Regions from separate parts of the Mus musculus genome. Here regions 2, 3, 4, 5 and 6 are each linked to region 1. Evidence: chromatin contacts called from public HiChIP or PLAC-seq data. All regions are on one chromosome and are shown on one strand. Each heading gives the region's core, a stretch centred on a gene start, on an enhancer-like site or on the middle of the called end of the contact. The rest is flanking DNA. Distances are from core to core; before and after follow the strand shown. Region 1 overlaps Myom1 (myomesin 1). Region 2 holds the start of Tgif1 (TGFB-induced factor homeobox 1). Region 3 has its middle 6.5 kb from the start of Gm41610. Region 4 overlaps Emilin2 (elastin microfibril interfacer 2). Region 5 overlaps Emilin2 (elastin microfibril interfacer 2). Region 6 overlaps Lpin2 (lipin 2).

Region 1 (2,700 bases), core at 55-2,554:
CAGGGGGAACAGTCTTCTTTGGCTCACAAGACACAGCCCACACAAGTAAGAGAACCTGCTGCTTATAAGCAACACCTGCGTGTGAGTGAGGCGCGGGTTCAGTGAGCTCACTCAGGGGATCTAGAGTAAGGGTGAGGTGAAGGTCAAGGGTCAGTGAACCCAGTCCAGTAGGCGCTCCATGTTCATGCAAGCATAAAGAATTTGGGTGAAAGGTCACCCATGTTTCAAGAGTCAAAAAGACAAAAAAAAAACAAACAAAAAAACCCCAACACTGATGACTGCCAAGAGGATGGAATCTTACCAGGAGCCTAAAATATGAAACTGGGTCTGACTATGTTAGCTTAGTGTTAGTAGTTTTCCTGCTTAGGGAGAGGAAGCTCTGAGTCACAAGCAGCCTCTCACCCTCAGGTACTTGTTCACAATGGCTGCCTCATTAAGTCCTCGCCATTGGTCATCTTTGGCACTGGCTTCCTTCAGGTCCACAAAGTAACCCGTGACTGGAGTCCGGCCTGAGTAGACTGGAGGCTTCCACTGGAGAACCAGGGAGTTCTTCCTGACTTCACTGAGCTTCACGCTGTGTGGTGGTCCTGAGTCAGGGAGAGAGAGCGGCAGAAGTCTGTGTACGTGAGGAGACTCGCTCTGAGCACACTCCTATGTCACCCTTAGGGTCTCTGAGCTGACCCTCAGGATGGCATTCTCTTTAAGAAACCTATCAGTCTCCTGAAAGCAGGCATACTGTAGCCACTGCAAGTGTCCATGGCTGCTATACGGCCACTTGAGCACAGGCTGTTTTAGGGTAGACACAATCCTCACTTATTTCAGTCACTCTGAGGGTAACTAGCACACATCCTCAGGAGCCTTGACAACTTTCTGAAGAAAAGATCCTGCGATGTGTGCTGTGTGTACGTGGCTGCATTTTTTTCCACTCTAAACTATGATGTCACCATGTGTACCTTTTTGTGACCACTGGCTGTTATTCAAGCGCATATCTCTTTTCTTCTTTCAAATAAACAACTTCTGTCGAGCCATCCGATCAGAATCACCTGACATGACTCACAGTGACTCGACACCAACTGCAAACACTGACGTTGCCGTGCTAGGCTTCAGCCTTATGCAACTGGCAGTTCAATATTTGCCTTCTTATTTACTTTGGTTTAGCAATTTCAAGTAGGTACCGTTCTTGTTTCCTAATATTTTCTATGAAAGTATATTTAAATATTATTATCAAATAGTACGGCATGTTCTGCTCAGCGAAGGGCTTTGGTGACTATGAACTTGGGTCATCCTTGCAGCCAGTGGGGCAGTCAGCCTTCTCTACAGGTGGACTAGATGCTGCTCTGTCACCTCTGAGAAGAGGAAGGCCACAGTTCAAGTCCTGACCCTGCCACTTACTTGTTCCCCTTGTGACTCTCCATGTGTCATTTAAGTCGTACCTTAGGTTAGTCACCTTCACAAGGGAAGGAAGGCAAAGCACTGTGTTTAGAACAGCTCCTGACAGCTGCTTGCCCAACGCTCCTCCCTAAGTCAAGGACACATCAGGGAGGTTTCTGGGATGCTTCTCTACTGAGCCCACCCTGCAACTGTTTCATCAGCATGCTTCCTTTGTGGGGGCTAAGTCTGTAGACAGTCACATTGAACTTTCAGAACTGTAAGAATTTGGAAACAGATCTACCTGTGTGGCGGTGGCAGAAAGGATTTTTTAACACCTGGCTCAAAGGCAGGTGTTTGCCTCTGCAGATCTGCTGGTGTTGAACAAGGCTTGAACCAACTCCTGTTTCTTTTTGCAAACTTTGTATTCACATTTGGAGGAAGGAAAGCAGAGAGGTATTTGCTGAGTAGGGCAACATGGTAGTTCTTCAGGAACACGGTTTCGGGGCTTCAGACAGAGGAATTTGTAGAAGAATGGGTGGAGAGGGCAGGGTGGCTGCCCACACAGGTTGCCTTTGTGTGATCTGAACTGTTCATACAACTTACGATACTAACAGACAGTTGTTCGATATGCTGATTATAAAACCAAGGAGTTCTGTGTACATGGGTCAGAAATCAATAGCAAAATTAAATCATCTACCATGGGCCCATTACTAGTTGGGACCTTAATGACTTAGTAAGTCTGTTAATATTTAACGTTTATATGTGTTTGGGTTTATGGCACCATATGAGGCATAAACATGGGTAAGTTTTTCTGCTTACTTCTTTCTTTTCTTCCTCTTGTATCCAGCCACCCCCAAGGACAACCTCCAAAGCAGACTATTTGCTAATCAGATTCCATGACTGTTGAGGGGAGAGTGTGGTATGTGGACATATAGATACTAGGGCTTAGTAGAGAGAAGCCAGGCTCATAGCCCACTCAGGCATGATAAGCCAATGTAGGCAACTTAGTGGAGAGCTAGGAAGAGGAGGGAGGGCAGATAACTGGGAGAAGCCACCATCTCTGCCTGACCTCTAGGGAGTGATTTGGGTATTGGTAGGTGTGTGCTTCAGAGAAGGGGAGAGCAGTGTCGAAGGATGTGGTAAATGGTTCTGGAAGTAAATCTGCAATGCTCTTAATTGGCCTTTAAGAGACAAATGGAAGAAAGTTCCCAAGTGCTCACTTGGCTCAAAGTGTGTATTTCGGCCAGTCTCCCAAACAGAGGCTGAGCAATGGCAGCTATGGGTCTTAGTTGAAATAGGAGCATGAGGAATTTAGTTTCGAGTTTACAT
Region 2 (2,700 bases), core at 166-2,665, 240 kb after region 1:
GTTTTAACGCGCTCCTCGGAGGGGGCGCGGCGGAGGCTTGCTTTAATTTCCAACATAATCATAAACAGGTTCCAAAGTCTAGCGGGTCATCCTGTGGCCGCCTTACTGTGGCTCGGCTTTAACCTTGTTTTTACGGGTCTGTCTCCTCCTGCCGGATCTCCACCGAGGTCACAAAACCAGAACAGCCACAAAGCCGAAACTGGAGACAGACACCGGCGGTGACGTCGCTGCTCAGCTTATTTACGTTTGGGGTTTTTCCCCCCCTCTATGGGGAAAGTCTTCTGTGACATGTGACAGTTGCTTTTCTTTGCTTTTTTTTTTTTTTTTTTTTTTTTTTTTTTTAAACAACCGGGCATAGGTGAAAACTAGACCCAGAAGTGCGGGCGTGCGCGTCTCGAAGTCAGCCATAACAGCATCTGGCTTGTATTTGGGGAGGGGACGATTCTCGATTCTTCGTTCAACTCTTTGGAGCTCCCCTCTCAAGCAAAATAAACCAATAGGAATGAGTGTTTATTTAATGGCTAGTTTCTGTTTGAAATACTGAAGGGTGTCCTCTGGTGGGATATTAGCACACAAAGTAGACACTGTTTACTGAAACAGATGAGCAGTCCCGGCGTAGTCCCCCATCTTTTTAAAAAGGCGCGTGGGGGTGGGGGAGTCGCAGTGGGGCACACGCGCGCTCTGGCCGTCCCCCTAGCCCAGACGTTTAAAGAGCATGTGAGCATGACAAGTGTCTATTCGCAACGTGTTAGATTTCGAAACTGCCTTGCAATCCAATCCGGAACTCAGAGCTTTAGCCCGGGGGAATAGACATTTGCCCACGGTGACTATGTCTGCCTCCCCCCACCCCCACTGTCGCTGTTGGCAGAAGAGTCCACGAGGAGGAGGGTGCGCTGTGCCGCGCCCGCGTGTCAATGGCAGCTGCGCCTTCTGGAAGAAGTTGATTCTTGTCTGGAATACTTTTCCTTCGGTGCCCCACCCCTTGAATCAGAAGCTGCTGCCTCCGGCGGCTGGAGCAGAGACAGTGAAGTTTGGGGCAGCTGTCAAAAACAAGGATGGGGGTGTCTTTTCTTCTCTGGGGTGGACAGAGGAGATGTCCTTAAACCTCTCTCCATCCTTTACAAACTAAATGCACTCTTCGCTAGCCCGGGGAGGAAAGGCCCCAAAAGAGAAACCAGTGTGGCCGCTGAGAGCTGAGGGATGGAGATGGTGCTCTCGCCACGGGCAGGCAGGCATGACCCTGCTTCTGGGTTCCGCCAGCGCGTAGAGGGACGGGTGATCTCGGCCCCCAGGCCCAGGGTTGTGGAGCTGGAAGGTGCGGGGGAGGGGCAGAGGAGCGCGGCGGGGCGGGCGGGGGACGGGGCGGGCGGTTGGGGGCGGAGGCAGGACCTCCTGTACCTTCCCTCTGCTCTCTCACTCTGACAGCGCCGAGGTGCGCCGAGTGGAGCGGGAAACAAAGGAGCTGAGTAGGGAGGGAGGGAATTGGGCCAGGGAGAACCCCCGGCTGGCTGCCAGAAGATCCCGACTGGAGGAAGCCCAAGTGTCACTTGAATTCCAACCCAGAAGCCAGCGCCTGAGACCGGAGCACCTTGTTTAGCAATAGTGGTTGGAACACTCTCTTGTAAGTTACCGGAGCACTAGTATAGGAGGAGGATCATCGACTACCCTCCCGCCACTCCACGGCTGCTGGCTCCTAGAAACCCCAGCTTCACCTCTCACTGGGACTCGAGTTCCAGAATGAAAAGCAAGAAGGGTAAGGTGGCGGCGGGCTGTGAGCGCCCGGGGCACCAGTGCGGGACATGTGCGGGCCGCGCCGGATCGGGAGAACACTGACTTGATGGGACTTTTCGGACCAGTGGCTCCCCGGCTGGATTGGTGGCTGTTCTCTTTGTTGAGGCTGTGTCTCTGATGGCAGTTGGTGTTCTTTTCCTTCTAGACACAACCCGAGGGGCTGTTGTGGGGAGGCTGAGCCGCGCCACGCTGTTGGCACGTTGTCAAGAACCACGCTCAGCGCCTTGTTTGTACGCCTCCAAGTTTCATTGTCTTCCTGACACCCCATGCTCGGCCCAGGCGCCGCGTGGTTTCTAGTGCCGTTTCTGGGGCAGGGCTTTGCGGTTGATGTTCTAGGAGACCCTGGCACCTCGCTTTTCCCTGTGGGGGGTCCTTGGCGAATTCCAGTCGCCTTACCTTTTGTCTAAAAGTTTGTAGTTCCGGGTGTTCTCTCACTCCTCGCCGGATCCTGGCAATGTTTTTTTTTTTTTTTTTTTTAAAGAGATGTGTTTTTCACTATCAAAGGAATGTGATCCGGGACCCCCACACATATCGCCCTAGGGCGAGCATAGCTTTGGAAAGATGGACTTTAAAATTTTTACTAGTTTCTGAAAGTTTTCCCACGATGAATTTAGGACCGCGTGTGCTGTTAGAACACAAGTACCATGCAGTCGAAAACTGTCCAAGTGTGACAAGCAGGCTTGGTTGTAAGTGCAAAAAGCGAGGCTGTCATTGTTTCCACCAAAGCTTTACAACTAAAACTTGCCGTCAGTCTGGTTTAAAAACAAAACACACTGGGGAGGAAGGGGGGAAAAAAAAAACCCAAAAGGTCAAAGACTGTGAAGTCCCTTTTGAAGCTAACTTTGGAGTCCCTGACTGGGAGGTCCCTCGAGTGTTCCAGTCGTGGACTGGAGTTGGCTTTTTTTGTTG
Region 3 (2,700 bases), core at 185-2,684, 250 kb after region 1:
ATGGCAAGTCAGGGGGTGTTACACGTAGTTGACATTTTTCTCCAAAGTTACATGCATGACATATCCAGAACATCATTTATTTAAAATTTTCTAATTAAAAGCTTTAATACCTTAAGCTCAATCCAATCATTTCGCAATTTATAGTAGAGATCAAGATGCCACAAATATATACATCTTTCTTCACATTTTTGTAAAGGCTTTATAAATTTCAAAATAACATTGCTGCAGAGTTTTTCTAACATTTTCTGTAAATCCTGGATAGCAGTGAAATGTCAGAATAGGAGTTGGGTGTGGTTCAATGACTCCAAGCGTTCTTAAAGTCCAAGGTTCATTTCCAAATACTACATGTGTAAACATAGAAACACAAAGTCAGATTGACTTAAAAGTAATAGTCTATCTATTGCACACCTTATATTGCCACTTATCACATTATCTTATTTATTGGGCACCTTATGTACAGTCGTTTAGACTTCACAACCCTAGTGAGAGGTGTTGTTACTGCTGTACAGGGGGAGGAAGCTGGCTGGCTGGTGAGTTCAGCCTGTCTGAGGCTATGGGCTGTAATGCAGCCCTCAATCCCCAGCAGATTCTGCATGCTGTGCGAGCACTGCATTTGAAATCAAATGACTTGCAAAGAGATAACCCCAAAAAACAAATGAACAAAACCACCCTATACTCTAAAGGATTTTGGAGTTGCCTTGGCAAATGATCGTTTATAATTTTATTTTCTAAATACCTCTATCCTCTGTTGTCTACCAAGTTACCCCTTCTCCATTTTCCTTTTGACCACATCTGCTCCTTAGGAAGACTCGAGGCACTGCCGAGTCCTCGGGGATTTCCTAAGTCTCATTAACTACAAAGAGTCTGACACAATGAACTCCTGTGCGCTCTCCGCAGCTTCTCGGTGTATTAACACCCAACTATACATAACTTTTCACTTTCTTTTCTAGGCATCAGCTCTCTGAGCCCACGGGCTTTGTTTTCCAGTGTGTTTGTTTTTATTCTGACCCTTTAGGGCTACTCTTTAAAAAACAAAACAAAACAAAAAACCCTATCAATACTATGGCTTTTAATAGGGATGAAAGGGACAACGCTGCGTAAAGGGGCCGGCGCAATTTTATGATAAAACCATTCATTCCTCTCCCAATCTCAACTCATCCATCCATTTTTGAAAAGGGGTTGCTTGTGGATTAGAGCGGAGGGGGGAGGGCTCTAGTGGCGTAAAGATCAACGTTAAAAATAAATATCTCTACGCAAAGAAAACAGACCACGCCTTTCCCCTCCGACCCAGACAGAACCTAAGTACTTTGCCTGGGCAAGCTTTTTGAGAGGCTCACCTCCCGGCAAGATGAGCCGGTTTGCTGTGGCGCTGCTCTTCCCAGGCAGGTGCTGCGCGGGCTCGCCAGCTCCCTGTTAATTTGAGCCCGCAAAGGGACCTTTGATCAACGTGCTCACAGCCTGCAGGCTTCCCGAGCTGGCTCCCGGCGACTTCAAAAGAGCTGTAAAACCGACTGTAATCTCGGCCTTCCTGTTTCTGAGGCTCCCACCCCCACCCCGCCCCCTGGGTCCGCACACAAACGCCAAGCTTCGCACCGGACTATTGTCCTCGGTCCGCAAGGTGCAGCCACTGCCAGCCCCGTGTGCCATTTGCAGAGGGCTGGGCCAACTGCTAACTCAGATTTCTTCGTCCAGAGGAGGACCTGACTCGAGCTCCTTTGCGGAGAAGTGGAGATGGGCATATCATGTAATGCTTGCTGGCGGAAGGTGATGTGAAAAGCCCCAGTTTGAGGGAACTCTATACCAGGAAGGCAGTGGTTTGAAATTTTGATACAGAAACTACAAAACTAACCAACAGAGTCAACCAGTCTGTCTGACTATCTATCTATATCTATCTATCTATCTATCTATCTGGTTTGAGACTAAGTTTCTCTCCGTGTGTGTGTGTGTGTGTGTGTGTGTGTGTGTGTGTGTATGTATGTATGTATAAATGAATGTATGCATCTATCTTTTCTATTTATCTTATCTACCTACCTACTTATCTGTGTTTTGAGACAAGTTTCACTCCATGTATGTATGTATATATGTATGAATATATGCATCTATCCTATCTATCTATCTATCTATCTATCTATCTATCTATCTATCTATCTATCTATCTTATCTGTGTTTTGAGACAAAGTTTCACTTTACAGACCTAGCTGGCCTCAAGGTCCACATTCTCCCTGCTGTCTTCCGTCTCCACATCCCGCTAGTAGTCCTTTCTATTCTCAAATTTTAGTTCCTGCTTGCCTTTGGATTTTCTTGGTTCTGGGATCTTAATCCCATTTGGGATTCAAGAATGATTTTTAAAAACTTGACACGTATTTTGTGTGTGCTGAGGGTGCACATGTAGGCAAGTGTCTGGAGGAGTACACTGGGAACTGCCAGGTATCTCCTTCATCTTCTTTAGGAGGTTGAACTCAGGTCACTGGTTGGCACCTTCTGTCTCCCTGGCTCTGATTTACTGATGGCTTATGTTGTGATAGCGCGGGTGTGGAGGTAGGAGGAAGAACTATTTGTGTAGCAAGCTTTTTGTCCTTTTTATATGGTACTAGGGCTTGAACTCAGGACCTGGTCAGTTCGAGGCAAACCTTTTCCTTGGAGCTACGTAGAGCCTTCTAAGGAATATTATTCAGAATCTTTGAAAAGCTTAATTTCTTT
Region 4 (2,700 bases), core at 52-2,551, 180 kb before region 1:
GCTATGGGGAGGGAAGGCCACGTCCAGATCCTGGAACCTCATGAGGTGTGGGGAGAATTCATGGCAGTCAGGCAGCTGTGCTCTGGGCTTTGTCCTAGAGCATGGTGCTCATTTCATAGATAAAGTGTCACCAGGGCCAAGCACGGCTGTGAACTGGCCACTGTGCCCAGGCTTAGCTATCTGTAGTACACAGTCACAGTCTCCACCTCAGATCTCCCAGCCCCTGTATCTCTGGAATGTAGAGTTAAGGTCATGAGTCCCATGTGTTCAGAGGGTAATTGTCCCTTGTGGTCAAAATGCTGTCTGGACTGGGTTCTACAATAATAGGTACAGCCAGATATTTCCAGTTAATTGGCAGTGCTGGACAGCGTGGGAATCTGTGTCCATTCTGAGGCTCGTCTATGCGGAGTTGGAGACGGGTAGGTCTGGAGACAAATCGGTTTCCATGTATCATCCTTCAGTTTGGGGGTCATGCTGTGAGTGCAGATCATGTGGGCTTGGGAGAACTTGTGATGGAGAGGAGCCAAAAATAAGTGAGTGGTGTCCTCTGACTTCCAGCGCCAACAGGCCCAGGAGACCTGGGATCTGGAGTGACCCTGTAGCTAAGGTTGAAGTCACATGTCAACCAGTTAAAAGACAACAGAGTATTTGCTAAGCACCGACTGTAACCGCACGTGAGACTCTCTGAGGGGTGCAGAGATCACACGTGCCATCTCTCCTCAGAAAGCATCCTCAGATCTGTGAGGGGCAATGCAGTCTGTAGTCAAGGAAGGAGCAGGTATTACAGTACAAAGGGCCTGTGGACTCACAAGCTCTCTGTGCACCCCTGGACATAGTAAATGGGGGCTTAGTATGTAGCAAATGTGAATACAAAAGTCTGGCGGAGAGCCAAACAAAAGGGGCCACAAGAACTGGCTGTTCCCCTCACTAGGATCCCCACAGGGCTTCTCAAAGGGAAAAGGCACAGGGCTGAGCCTTCAGGCTGAAGAAAGTAATAACTGAGCATAGTTGAGAGAAATGGCAGGGTGAGCAGTGGGGTGAGAGAATGAGAGAAACTTCTAGAAGAAATGTGAATGGATAAATGAGGAGTGGGTGGAACTCAAAGGCAGGAAGAGGGGGCATTTGGGGGAAGACTTTGGTGTGAACAGGAGTTATATTTTGCCGCGCAATCTCCTACCCCAATCTCCATGGTAGTTATTTTCCGTCATTCCTGGGTCAAGGGCTTGTGCAGGGTAACTAGGCTCTGCTGCTGTCTTGTGTACTCAGCCTGAGTCACCCTCTTAGCTGTGTTTTGTGTTTGGAGGAAGGATCAGGTTCATGTAGGCCACGGTCCTGGAGTTGTGGTGAGCCTCCATGTCGCCCTGCTCCACATGTGTCCTCGTGGGCTTCCTCACATCCTGCCACTCTTAGGTACAGCTGGCAACCGGCCCACAGATGGAAAGCAAAGCTGTGGTCCAGACAGGCGGGGGCAAGGTAGCTTGGAATCACTTCTGCCTCATTCATTCTGTTGGTCACAGCAAACCAGCCTTTGAAGGGTAACACACTGTCATATTGGGAGACACGGCGAGTCCCTCCTCCCATAATTAGAACCAGCCCGGAGGAGGGGACTGGGCCTAAGGTACAGCTTGATGACAGGTCAAGATATAACTCAGGTTCCTATTGTCTGCTCTTGTGAGGTCCATAGGTGGACTCAGTTATGCAGCTGGCCTCAGGAGGGTCTTTCTTGTATCCTATCAAGGCATGTGCTCTTGCCTGGGCTTAAAAAGGATTCATATGCAAAAAAGGCTCTCATTCATATATACACACACACATATATGGACACACATATTTATATATAAACTCATACATGTATATGTGTATATATATATATGTATGTATGTATATATATATATATGAATCTCCTGAGACTCTGATGGGTATACAATTTCTGAAAAATGAACAACTACTACTACTACTACTACTACTATTACTACTACTACTACTACTACTACTACTACTAATTACCATTCATTCTTAGAATGACTAGATCTTGAGATTTCCCTGCCTCCCCCCCCCCCCCCCAGTCCTGGGATTGCAGGTAATCACTATAGTATTTCATTGCTCTTGCCTGCAGCTCTCCTGACTCTTTACATTTTCATTCATTCATTCATTCATTCATTCATTCATTCATTCATGTTTCATTCACTTATTCTCTTACCTAGATCCCAGTCTGGCCTTGAACTCATGGTAATTGTTCTACCTCAACCTCCTGAGTTCCTAGGTCACAGGTATCGCCACACCTGGTTCAGTAGATTATTTAGCAGATCTCTCCTAAGCTCTGTCCTGTCTCAGCCATCATGGATCTGACACTCTAGAGGAAAAGAAGAACAGCCATGGTGGTGAAAGTTTGACTTTAGTTAGCAATCAGTACCCCGAGGAAAGATAAAACAGAATAGATAGATAACGGGAAGCAAGAATTAATTTAGCAGGAAGATGGTCCGGAAGGCTCTGGGACAGGAATGGATTTGTTCTGTTGCAAACCTAAGTGTTTCAGTGAGACAGAAGGTGAGAGGCTGCCATGGGAAAAGAGGGTCAGAATCTGGTTGTGCCACACGATGTGGCTAGGATAAGGGATTTGATATACTATGAGAAACAACTGGAGATGGTGGCTTTCCCCAGCCTTGAAGTCCCAGTTCATCTGTACTGAAACTCTGTGACATG
Region 5 (2,700 bases), core at 3-2,502, 200 kb before region 1:
ACATATATGTTATGGCCAAAGGTGGATAGATCTTAGAGATTACTCTTCTATTGTTTTCTACTTTTAAAAAAACATAGAGAGCCTTTCATTGAACTTGATTGGATAGACAGGCCAGCAATCCTCAGAAATCCCCATATCTTGGGTTTCATAGCACTGGGATTAGAGGTGTGTGCTATAACACCAGATTTTTAATAATCTGGGTGCTGGAAATCTGAGCTTGGGGCCTTCACTCTTGCATGTCCAGTACTTTACTGACCCAACTATTTTCCTAGCCCCAATTCTTTCTTTATCTTGGTGAGCAGTGCCCTCCACTCTTAATGCTTGTTACATATTTAGAACTTGGCGTGGGGGTTGGGCAATGGCAGCATTCTTCCAATAGAGAAAGCCTGCTCTCTTAGCAGAGCACCGGTGAGTGAGAATGGCTTCCATCACTGTGTTATTCAAGGACTCCGAGGCTGTAAGAGGTGCAAACTTTTTTTTTAATTGAATATTTTATTTATTTACATTTCAACTGTTATCCCTTTCCCGGTTTCTCCACCGGGAACCCTCTATCATATCCTCTCTACCCCTGCTTCTATGAAGGTGCTCCCCCACGCACCCATGCACTCCTGCCTCACCATCCTAGCATTCCCCTATACTGGGGTATCTAGCCTTCACAGGACTAAGAGCCTCCCTTCCCATTGATGTCAGATAAGGCCAGCCTCTGCTACACATGCAGCTGGAGCCATGGGTCTTTGGTTGGTGGTTTAGTCCCTGGGAGCTCTGGGGGTGTCTGGTCAGTTGATAATGTTGTTCTTCCTATGAGGTTGCAAACCCCTTCAGCTCCTTCAGTCATTTTCCTAACTCCTCGGTTGGGGACCCTGTGCTCAGTCCAATGGTTGGCTACAAGCATCTGCATCTGTATCTGTCAGGCTCTGGCAGAGCCTCTCAGGGGAAAGCTATATCAGGCTCCTGTCAGCAAGCACTTCTTGGCATCAGCAAAGCAGCAGGGTTTGGTGTCTGGAGATAGGTGCAAACTTCTTATTTCGGATGCTTTTATCCTTCCCCCAGTGTGACCATAGCTTAGAGAACAGTGTCCCTGTGTTTCAGATGATGACGATTTTAAAGTGAGCATGGGTTGGTACAACAGAAGAACCTCTTCTTATATCCATGGAGAAGTTTCTTCAGTCTCTACGTTTTCCATTTCTGAGGGATTGCAATCTTGTTATGGGTGTGGCCTAAAGGCTTGCCACAGTCCAGAGACTTTGTGGAAAGGCCTGGAGTTAATTAGTGGCTGGATGGCACAGCCAAATTTGTATAGTATCCACCACTCCAAAGTGGTTTGAGAACATGGTTGGGAGTGCAGATGAATGGAGGCGCACTGAACTTTGAAACGGGAGGACAGAGGTTGCAAAGCCTCCTCTGAGCTGAGTGAAGGAGAGCTGTAGACTTATAGTGTTTTGTTTTGTTTTGTTTTGTAGGAGTGTCCAGACAATTCAAAAAGAAAGGGAGTGATCAAAATAGAGGTCTTAGGTTGTCAAGATGACTTAGTGGGTGAAGGTAATTGCCACTGAGGGAAGAGTTTGGTACCTGGACCCTACATGGTGGAGAGTGAGAACCACCTTGTGCAAGTTGTCCTTTGACCTACATACATTTTAGTGTACATGAATTCACACACACACACATACACATACAGACACACACAGAAACACAGAGAAACACAGACACACACACACACAGACACACAGGCACAGACACACAGACACACAGACATACAGGCACAGACACACAGACACCTATGCACATACAGACACACAGATGCACAACACACACACACATAGACACACAGATACCCAGACACACACAGACACACACAGACATACAGACACACACACACACCTAGAAATTAGATTCTTCTTCAGTAGCTCTGAGAAGAAAGGCTGGCTCACAGACCCAGGCCAGCAGATGTTCTCATGGTCCACACTGTGGGAACACAAGGATGAGTTCATTAGGGAGTGGAGGGGAGCTGGTTTCTCTGTGATTTCTGCTGCTAGGAATGTGGAAACAGAGTAGAGGAATGAGAACCGAAGCCGTACATATGGGAAGAACAGCCTACAACAGAGATGGGCCTCCCATAGAGAGCTCTTATTTAAAACCATGTGAGCTGGCTCACGCTCAGACTCCCTTTTCTTTCCCAACACCCAGTGACTTGATCTGGGGATGTACTTCTCAGAGCTAAGAATGCGGCCTCCTTGGAACACAGCCTTAATCTATGGTTGATGGGCTGGATGCGGCCAGCACCAGATAACCTCGACTGAGTTGCTCAGAAGGCAGGTCCCATGCATGAGCTAACCCAAGAATAACAGCTCCATTATCTGCTGTAGCTGAGTTGGGGAGGGCTTGACACTGAGTTTTCTTTAATCCTTTCTTTAGGAATGAAGACTTCTTTTTTTTTTTTTCTCCAGGATAATTATAAATTGTGTGGGGAAACCTACTCATTACTCTGTATGATCAAGGCAAAAGACTGAGTGGGTTTTGAAACCTAACTTGCCCCTAAGTGTGTAAGGAAATTAACTCAAGAGGAAATAACAAAGCCATCAACTTATAATCAGGCTCTCCCCCAACAACTGTCTCCCCATTCCAAGAACCAGAACGCCCTTTCTGGAAGGGTGTTTTCATTCTGAACGCATTGCTTTGATCTAGGATCTGTTACCTTGTAAC
Region 6 (2,700 bases), core at 7-2,506, 160 kb before region 1:
GGGGTGGGGTGGGAACAAACTAGAGCATTTTTTATGGCTGAAAGAATACTGTGTAAATTAACCCCAGTCGTTATGTAAAACATCCCATACCTGCCAGCTTCCAGGCTTTAGACATTTGGGGTTTGATTTTGGCTGGAAAACCACATCCAGATGTCCTTGAAGGTCAGGGTGTACCGTGGCCCTGCGGCTGAAGAGGGCCTCTGTTAGGGGAGGTGAGCTGGTTGCAGGCTAATGAGCCTGACTTCTTGTTGCTCCACTGCACAGCTCACTGGCAGAGATAGCACTACAAACTCTGGCTACAAACTCTGGTTCCTAAGCAACAAGCCCCCCCCCCATATAAAATGGGGGGCCGGCTGGAAACGGAGATCATTTGAGAAGACAAGCACATTTGGGTCTGGGAGGCCTGACACGACACTTTCCCAACAGCAGCACACAGCTCTAGGCACCCAGGTCTGTCAGCCAGCACCTGTAGGGAAAGGCAACTCCCCCAGGTCCCTAGTGGAAGGCGCAGACAGGGAAACCAGTTTCAATAGCCTTGCCTTGCTCCTAAACCAGTTGGCAGAAGAGTCTAATGTAGTCAAAATATACTAGGTTCCAAGGACTGTCTGCAAAGTTATTATGGGATATTTGGAAGGCGGGTCATGGACTGCCCGGTTTTCCACAGCTGGGGAGTTGGCTACCAAGGTCAGCGTGCCCTCTGCTGTCTGAGAAATGACGCATGGAAAACCCTGAGCAGCAGTACTTTTAGGAAAGCCCGGCTGGCTCACACGAATGTTTCTGTCCGTTTCCTTCCCTCTTCTTTGAAGACCATATTCAGTGCCAAAGTGGCCAAGTGTTCAGTGGCTGTAAGGCAGGGGCCCGACCGGAGATGTACGGCCACTGTGTTCCCCATTCCCAGACAGGTCTCTCGAGCATCCAACAGACCTTGATCATCCAGTGTGTGACTTCGTTACTGGCAGAGGTGCACTTAGCTAGCTCGCTCTATCCAACAAGCAAGGCGGAGTGAGCTGGGCCACAGCAGTAGGCATGTGCTCACTGGAAGACAAAACAGGATGCAAACTGGACTCCAGCCCACGCAGGAGATGGGTTTAAAATGGGAGCCCCAGTCTTTTTTTGGAGATGAAAAACAGGGACAGCTAGAGCGTGTCTGGAGGAGGGGAGTTTGGAGCAATGGCCCCTCCCTAAGTCACCACACCCCTTCTAGTCATGTGTCCATGAGTGAGTCAGAGGTATAAACAGAGTTTAAGTACTTACTCAGTACTTTTAATTGATGCTGGCCTCAAGTAGTCCTCCTAAGAGGACTAAGTGACTGGTACATACCACAGGGTCACCAGGTTCAGGGTACAACTTCTCTAATCAGGGAGCTTTGGTGACTTGAGAAAAAGGCAGTGCTTTTTAAGAACTGGAGCAATTTGCCCTTGATACGTACCACCACCAAACGGCACCATTAAAATGACTAAATACTATTAAATGGGATCTGCAAGGAGGAATGCCTGAGGTGTATTTTAAATCATTTCCAGATTAGCATATAGTCAGCATTCCCAGTGACGATTGGTCTTGTTTCCCACGTATCTGCTTCATGAAAGGAAGTGGATACCATAACTCCAGGCCTACAGTCTCAAGAGTGGCGGTGTCTGGCCCCCATCCACTTTGTAAACACAATCTGTGCTTCTCTTGTGCCATCTTACCATGGAAGGAGGTACACATGCAGGTACAGGGGTGAGGGCTGCCAAACTCTATCCTCTCATAGCACTTAAAACTGCCTAGAGGAATCAGATATTTTCTAGGACAAAAATATAGCCCCACTGCCAAGACTTGTGGTTCCTGTGCGATCCAGCAGACGTAGTATCTGCTGCCCAGTGACCTGAGGGAGGATGATGTCACATTAACTTTTGCCATCAATCATATGATGTGGGCTTGTGCTACAAAAAGTTCATGGGTACTCTGTTAATCTGATGGACTGTTACCTGCTGCTACCCAGGAAAGGCTTAATAAAGGTGAGGCATTAAAACTGAGCAGCATGGCCAGGAGACTCTGAAGGGCTGGTGTGGGAACTAGAGTGTAGGGAAATGATGGATGGACAAATCACTTCTTGACAGAATCTACAAGGCAGACATAGTTCCTGTGGGCGGAGCTTCTCTTCTGGAGCCAGGGTTTGCAAGGGAGCAACAGGAAGAGGTCGTCCCTCCTTTAGACAAGCAAGTCAGCAAAGCCAAAGTGATGTTTATGTATAACTGGTAATTGTAATTATCAATCTCTGGCACTGATACGGTCAAAGTCCCTGAAGGAAGGAGCCCAATGCAATCAGTTTATGTTAGTTTATTATTGTAACATTTTTTTGTGAACATCAAACACTGCACCAAAATATGAGCCATTCATCTGAAGACAACATCTTTACCATATTGAAGGTACTGCACTGATGTTTACAATGATTACGGACAACTTAAAGCTGCTTAGTGGCACTGCTCTCTAATAATCAAGTACTTCATCAGCTGAATGGAATCATTAGCAGGGAACTCTTTCCTCTGCCTTCAGGTCAAAAAAAGAATTTTTCACCTGGAAAGAGCAATTCCTGGGGTTTTAAATAAACCTTAGCATGCTCTCAAACAAAGTTTCCCAGAAACTTGCTCATGTCGCCTGAACCGTTTCTTCTCTCAGATGATGGCTTTGAAGGGCACCTCAGAAGGCTGGACCCGCCCC

Evidence for each region. HiChIP or PLAC-seq counts read pairs in DNA pulled down with a chosen protein or histone mark.
Region 2: a FOXA1 HiChIP or PLAC-seq map of pancreatic cancer cells shows a contact between it and region 1. The contact joins the promoter of Tgif1 here to the enhancer-like site in region 1. A contact is called at or near these places in 1 of 39 promoter capture datasets (liver), 1 of 484 Hi-C or Micro-C datasets (liver), 3 of 115 datasets of contacts at active chromatin or transcription factors (bone marrow-derived macrophages, hepatocytes and pancreatic cancer cells) and 2 of 9 other capture datasets (adipose tissue and liver).
Region 3: a FOXA1 HiChIP or PLAC-seq map of pancreatic cancer cells shows a contact between it and region 1. The contact joins two enhancer-like sites. A contact is called at or near these places in 1 of 484 Hi-C or Micro-C datasets (liver), 1 of 115 datasets of contacts at active chromatin or transcription factors (pancreatic cancer cells) and 2 of 9 other capture datasets (adipose tissue and liver).
Region 4: a contact with region 1 is called in a FOXA1 HiChIP or PLAC-seq map of pancreatic cancer cells. The contact joins two enhancer-like sites. A contact is called at or near these places in 2 of 484 Hi-C or Micro-C datasets (cerebellum and liver), 2 of 115 datasets of contacts at active chromatin or transcription factors (the HPC-7 cell line and pancreatic cancer cells) and 4 of 9 other capture datasets (adipose tissue, embryonic stem cells, liver and 1 more).
Region 5: a CTCF HiChIP or PLAC-seq map of the NIH/3T3 cell line shows a contact between it and region 1, with 8 read pairs. The contact joins two enhancer-like sites. A contact is called at or near these places in 1 of 15 datasets of contacts at CTCF or cohesin (the NIH/3T3 cell line), 1 of 484 Hi-C or Micro-C datasets (Th1 cells), 3 of 115 datasets of contacts at active chromatin or transcription factors (bone marrow-derived macrophages, kidney and pancreatic cancer cells) and 2 of 9 other capture datasets (adipose tissue and liver).
Region 6: an H3K27ac HiChIP or PLAC-seq map of the HPC-7 cell line shows a contact between it and region 1, with 6 times the contacts expected there. The contact joins two enhancer-like sites. A contact is called at or near these places in 10 of 39 promoter capture datasets (the C10 cell line, the HPC-7 cell line, HPC-7-derived erythroid cells and 8 more), 2 of 15 datasets of contacts at CTCF or cohesin (large pre-B cells and pro-B cells), 13 of 484 Hi-C or Micro-C datasets (B cells, the C10 cell line, the CH12 cell line and 10 more), 3 of 115 datasets of contacts at active chromatin or transcription factors (the HPC-7 cell line, a colorectal cancer cell line and pancreatic cancer cells) and 4 of 9 other capture datasets (adipose tissue, embryonic stem cells, liver and 1 more).

The regions. Positions count from the first base shown.
Region 1 is chr17:71,087,710-71,090,409 of GRCm38.p6, reverse strand. Myom1 (myomesin 1) reads right to left here. Exons shown (of 37, transcript NM_001083934.1): 20 at 403-587. Among named protein-coding and RNA genes, the nearest start is that of Myom1, 70 kb to the right of the region's middle. Within about 2 kb of position 1,304, at least 97 of the 459 cell types and tissues checked have an H3K27ac peak or open chromatin away from gene starts, as enhancers often do. A contact at or near this core is called in the HPC-7 cell line, the NIH/3T3 cell line, the STO cell line and 4 more, where this site is marked.
Region 2 is chr17:70,849,925-70,852,624 of GRCm38.p6, reverse strand. It overlaps Tgif1 (TGFB-induced factor homeobox 1), which reads left to right and starts at 1,415. Exons shown (of 3, transcript NM_009372.3): 1 at 1,415-1,753. The coding sequence starts at 1,738.
Region 3 is chr17:70,833,440-70,836,139 of GRCm38.p6, reverse strand. No RefSeq gene overlaps it. Among named protein-coding and RNA genes, the nearest start is that of Gm41610, 6.5 kb to the left of the region's middle. Within about 2 kb of position 1,434, at least 129 of the 459 cell types and tissues checked have an H3K27ac peak or open chromatin away from gene starts, as enhancers often do. A contact at or near this core is called in liver and pancreatic cancer cells, where this site is marked.
Region 4 is chr17:71,266,167-71,268,866 of GRCm38.p6, reverse strand. All of the region lies in intron 4 of Emilin2 (elastin microfibril interfacer 2), which reads left to right. Among named protein-coding and RNA genes, the nearest start is that of Emilin2, 43 kb to the left of the region's middle. Within about 2 kb of position 1,301, at least 33 of the 459 cell types and tissues checked have an H3K27ac peak or open chromatin away from gene starts, as enhancers often do. A contact at or near this core is called in the HPC-7 cell line and pancreatic cancer cells, where this site is marked.
Region 5 is chr17:71,289,268-71,291,967 of GRCm38.p6, reverse strand. All of the region lies in intron 2 of Emilin2 (elastin microfibril interfacer 2), which reads left to right. Among named protein-coding and RNA genes, the nearest start is that of Emilin2, 20 kb to the left of the region's middle. Within about 2 kb of position 1,252, at least 38 of the 459 cell types and tissues checked have an H3K27ac peak or open chromatin away from gene starts, as enhancers often do. A contact at or near this core is called in the NIH/3T3 cell line, where this site is marked.
Region 6 is chr17:71,249,422-71,252,121 of GRCm38.p6, reverse strand. It overlaps Lpin2 (lipin 2), which reads right to left. Exons shown (of 20, transcript NM_001357791.1): 20 at 2,304-2,700. Among named protein-coding and RNA genes, the nearest start is that of Emilin2, 60 kb to the left of the region's middle. Within about 2 kb of position 1,256, at least 104 of the 459 cell types and tissues checked have an H3K27ac peak or open chromatin away from gene starts, as enhancers often do. A contact at or near this core is called in the HPC-7 cell line, the STO cell line, a colorectal cancer cell line and 1 more, where this site is marked.